Regions from separate parts of the Danio rerio genome. Here region 1 is linked to region 2. Evidence: chromatin contacts called from public Micro-C data. All regions are on one chromosome and are shown on one strand. The core of a region is the stretch at or near the end of the contact, and the rest is flanking DNA. Distances in the headings are between cores, read along the strand shown.

What was found. A called contact is a pair of places that touch in the nucleus more often than the background predicts.
Region 1: a contact with region 2 is called in a Micro-C map of caudal fin, with 4 times the contacts expected there. The contact joins the promoter of s1pr3a here to the promoter of cks2 in region 2. A contact is called at or near these places in 3 of 18 Hi-C or Micro-C datasets (caudal fin, hematopoietic stem cells and an unstated tissue) and 1 of 4 datasets of contacts at active chromatin or transcription factors (embryo).

Annotation. Positions count from the first base shown.
Region 1 is chr22:21,320,830-21,323,529 of GRCz12tu, forward strand. It overlaps s1pr3a (sphingosine-1-phosphate receptor 3a), which reads right to left and starts at 1,439. Exons shown (of 1, transcript NM_001082925.1): 1 at 251-1,439. The coding sequence starts at 1,438. The coding sequence ends at 251.
Region 2 is chr22:21,151,808-21,154,507 of GRCz12tu, forward strand. cks2 (CDC28 protein kinase regulatory subunit 2) reads right to left here and starts at 1,399. Exons shown (of 3, transcript NM_001044969.1): 1 at 1,261-1,399; 2 at 837-964; 3 at 1-396. The coding sequence starts at 1,325. The coding sequence ends at 353. It also overlaps a transcript of shc2 not described here.

The DNA of each region.
Region 1 (2,700 bases), core at 189-2,688, 170 kb after region 2:
TGGCTCTGTTAGGTGCTCATTGCACATGCTCATAAATATTAATACACGTAGACGTTAATTCAGTTTCTATATCCTTTGGTCAGCATTTGTTCAGTCAAGTCTGTTGTCCTTTTGAAACCTCATTTGTAGAAAAGCTTTGTAATCCTTAAGGAACTGAAGACTAGCTCATGATTACAGAGGAACCATCGCCAAACGTCTTAGGACTAACTAAATCCCTGCTCTTTTGAGCTGATTCCGGTAGTGTCGTAGTTCAGAACTTCCCCAAAGCGGGAAGAGCCCCAGCTTTAACCAGCACCGCAGATAGCAGGTTACCTGGGCCTGAGGAGTGTGTGACAGCCGTTTGTGAAGGATCCTGATGGTGGGAGTTTGACGGAGTGGGAACTTTACTTTGCATTAATGATGACTTGGCTGCACCACTACCTGCTCCAGCCATGCTAGATTTGCTGTTCTCTGCGGTATGTATGACTATTCCCGGAAGTGCCGTCCCTGCCACTGTTGGCATAGAGTCCAGTGAGGTTTGACAACAGCACAGCACACGGAGGAAAGCAGTTCGCATTTCTCTGCTGGAAAACGTGTAGATCAGTGGGTTGAGAGCAGAGTTGAGCACAGCCAGAGCGATGAACCAGTCCACCTTGTAGAGAATCGGGCACTGCTCTGGACTGCATCCCACATCAAGCAGCAGTAGTGAAAAAAGAGGAGCCCAGCATGCCACAAAAACCCCTAGTACTATCACTACTGTGCGCAGAAGAGCGAGCGACCGATCTGATGGACGAGAACTTACTCTTCGCCCACTAGATGTCACAAGTTGGTAGATGCGCACATAGAGGACTACAATTGCTGCTAGGAGGGCTGTGAAGACACTGATGCAGAAAGCTATGTAGCTTTTGTCGTACAGTGGTAGGACAGTGGAGCAGGTGTGGACTCGGTCCAAACAGTTCCAACCGAGGCTTGGCAAGGCACTCAAGAGAACTGAAACTGCCCAGCAGGCTCCCAGGAGAGCTAGTAACCTTCCCCTTCCTGCGGTCTCACAAGGCCGCAAACGAACCATCGTCATGTGGCGCTCAATCCCAATAGCAAGCAAGCTAAAAGTCGAAGCGCTAAGTGCCACAAACATACTCCCCTCTCGCAGCAGCCACTGGCCAGGGCTGAGGAAAAAAGTATTACGGCCGGAGGTGAAGATGTTGACCACATATGCCACTCCAGCTAACAAGTCAGAAAGTGCCAGATTGCCGATGAGAAAGTACATGCGGCTGTGGAAGCGCTTGTTGCGCCATAGTGCCAGAAGAACAGTAATGTTCTCAATCACGATCAGAGCACAGATGCACATCAGGAAGGCCGTCTTACACATACCAGTGCTTTTTGGTCTTCCCCACTTGCCTGAGTGGTTGTAGTGGCTAACTATAACATCATTCATTCCAGGTTCAAGCTCGTCATCCATTTTCCACACGCTCTCCAAGTCCGCTTTTGAACAGCAGATGGCGTCGATTAGCAGCTTCCAGTGAAGTTGGACAAGGGATCCACTGCTTCACACATAATGACTCATGGAGGACCTAATTACAAAAAAAAGACAAATAAAATGTCATAGTCTCTCTGGAAATTTTGGCCTGAAGAAAACATTTAAACCTTTAGGTTTGCTAGTCGTTTATTTTAAGATTATCTAAGCAGAGGGAAACATGATGAAAACCTAAACAAATGATCTCAAACAAGCCAAATAAAGAGCCTGGGGACTGGCTAGCAGTTTTAGGTTTCTGAACCTGAAGTAAAACATGAGTTTTGTTCTGAGGTGGTATAATGAAGTTCACAATCAGATAACCTAAATGACAATACTGTATAATAGCCTACATATATCTGTCTTACAGTGACTACTACAATACTTATTTAAACTTCATCTTAAGTTAACGTCTAGAATGAAGACAACAAAAAGTTAATTTACCAACATTCCCACGCTGCACTTTGAACTGTTATGACTTCCACCTAAATACTCTACTAGACTTTTTGTAAATATGTGTTCATTGTTGTGACCATGTAATCATAAATCTTTGAGTAGCATATTGAATTGTAACTAAAATAAACGACATGCCATAGTTTATAACTATCCTTATAACTTTATGGTCCCTACCATGGAAAGTAAACTAAATTATGATTCAAATCAATGCCAAATTATTATCAATGTTTTATTACGGCTAAATAGTTTTATTTTTCTTCAGCTTATAAATGGCCACAGGCTTTTTTTTTATAACACATTAACTATGATGTGATAAAACAGGCTTACCGATTATTTGTCCTGCGAGATGCTCATCTTGGGTTTCTACATAATTCAAAACAACTTAAAGGTTTTTGTAGAGGAAAAAAACTTCCAACAGTACGATCAGGCTTCTGAAATGATTTATCCTTGACGTTTCTCCGCTTTCTCAAATAAAAGCCCTTTAGAGTCCTTTTTAAAATATATATCCAAGTTTTTGAAGTTAAAACGAAGTGCTGTCAGGTTGTTTTTGTAAATATTTCACCTGCGTGTTAGCGATCCTAAACTCTGAATGCGCCTTTCCTTAACATTCCCTCACACTCTGGGCGGGAACATCATCATTTCTGTTTTTTTCCAGGCAGCGAATGAACGTCCCGTCGTCTGTGTTTGGATAGTTCTGAATTTGTGTTTGTTTGGAAAGTGTGCGCGCGCGCTAATATTTCAGACGGTGGTGATGA
Region 2 (2,700 bases), core at 149-2,648:
AACAGCAGTTCAGCAATGGAAAGCATCTTTAGCGTACAACAAAAACTATTCCTTCTATTCATGACAGGGGCGATTACTAGACCTGGAACACCATCCAACTTATTTTACATGACTTCAGTGTAGATCTAAAGAAAACACTTTGGGGAGGTGGAGGCAGCACTCGTTCATTCCCCTCTATAAGCTCCTGCTGCCGTCATCTCCAGACGAAAGGGGGAGGAGAAGTAACATTTCATTACCATAGATCTGCAAATAATAAAACTTATATACAAATCAAAACGTATGGAGAGAAATGCACGCATGGTCACAGCCGACCACGTACTGTAGTTTAACTTCAGATGACAATCTTGAAATCTCATTCCTTGGGAAGCGGCCTTCGGAATAGCAGGATGTGAGGCTCTGTATGGAAAAAGTGGAGGATTTCGGAATATTCATATTTTGGGGGGTATAATTCATTCAGGATTTCTAAAAGGTCTCCACTTATAAAGTAATTAAAGTTATAGTCTCCCAAAAGTGGAAATTTACTCACTATTTACTGGTTATAAACCTTTTGAGTTTCTTTTTTTCTGGTAAATACTCAAAAAATATATATATATTTTGAATAAACCTGAAAGCATTAACATCCATAGTAGGAAAAGCAAATACTATAGAAGTCAATGGTTACAGGTTTTCAGCATTCTTCAAAATATCTACTTCTGTGTCGAACAAAAGAAAGATACAGGTTTGAAACAATATAAGGTAAGTAAATTATGACAGAATTTTCACTTTTGGACAAACTGTCCCTTTAAGGTGTCAAAGTAGGTTTTAGATAATGTTATTAGATGTCCAAGAATACTAACCTGGTTTATGGATCATGTAATGAATCCAGCCCTGACTTTGCTGGACTCCCAGTCCTCTCCATTCCTCCTCTGACATTAAATGCGAGGAAGGCACCAATTTGGAAAGCTGTTTGGGAAGCATAACATGTCTATTTGGAAGAAGAGGAGCAATGTGTTAGTTTGACAAACTGATGTTATGTAACGTAAAGGTTTCACTGAACAGCTCTTCAAGCTGTCAGACAAAACAACGCTATTATTGAGACATAACTCAGAAAATACGCCGTAAACTGCGTATATACCGCCGTATTTGCGTACAATTTTAAGATATTTTATTAAAACAGCAAACAGCCAAATGACATAACAAGTTTTACGTTATGTTTAACGTTACGTTACCCGAAACTTAAAGTGAACAGAAAGGTGAAAGAAAACAAGTGAAAATCCTCACCTGTACTCGTATTCTTCGTCAGAATACTTGTCGGAATAGTAAATCTGCTTTTTCCCTGAAGACATCCTGTGTGATAAATGTTAAATTGAGTCTTAATTTAATGCGAAATACGAAATAAGTCTCGTATGCTCGTTACGGAGTGCCAGTGTTTTTCCTGTAAGGGCGCCGCTTCAGTTTTGAACTCAAACGGTCTCTCGCGCACGTGTGATTGGTCGAGTCACTTGCGGCTCCGCCTCTCTGCGCGCGCCTGCGTTTGACACATTTGACAGCACTGAGTGCACGCGCGAAGCTCTGTTGACCTGGTGAGGTCTGCAAAACACACGCCGTGTGTTTAAAATTATTCATTTTGTCTGTGGGGGACTAATGTTCTTGCCTTTATTTGTCTTAAAGAAAATTTATTTATTTCCAGCTTCAAGGCATTTTTTGGTTTTAGGTGAGTTTCAACCGTGCTACTGTGACAAAATGTGCGATATCAAGGATGACATTAAGCTAACGTTACTCCAAGAGTGTTTCTACCCTGTCATTTATATCTTGGCGATTTCATTTATTATAAAACTTTAAATGATAAACAAATTATAAAACGACACGGTAGACGTTTAAATTAGCATTAGAACAATGTTGTGTGAGATATGTCATGTGTAATTTCACATTGTAAATTAATAAATTGGTTAATCTAATTACCAATGTAGACTCAATGTGGCCGTGATTTAGGTTATAACATTTACAGTTTCACATTTACATTTTACAGTAGCCTAACAATTTTTTGTGTACATGATTTGAGCACATCTTCAAAAGTTCAGGACATATAAATGCTGTTTTAGAGTATATGAACAGCCATAAAAGCTTTTACTTTTTTTGTTGTTGTTGAACAGTCTTGTGTGGGCTACGTGTAGTAATAATATTTTCACAAGCACAAAGTGATTGTGTGACTTAACTATTACAAAGTGCAAAACACCCACTAATGACCCTAGGAACACAACATTTTATCCACCTACAAAATGAGATCAAAAGCTGAGGGGATAGTTCACCCATAAATTAAATTCTGTTCAGTTTTATGTTTATCTTTCAGTTGTTTCAAGTGAACAAAAGAACTGTAACCATTGACTTCCACTGTATTTTTTTTCCTACTATGAATGTCAATGGTTGCAGTTTTGTAGCTTTCTTCAAAATGTCTTCTTTTGTGTACAATATAGTTGAAGTCAGAATTATTAGCCCCCCTTTAAAAAAAAATGCATTTTTAAATATTTTCTAAATCTTGATTAATAGAGTAAGGATATTTTCACAGTATGTCTGATAATATTTTTTTCTTCTGGAGAAAGTCTTATTTGTTTCATTTTGACTAGAATAAAAACAGTTTTTAACTCTTAAAAAACATTTTAAGGTCAAACTTATTAGCCCCTTTGAGCTATATGGGCAACGCGGTGGTGTCGGCTGGGTCAG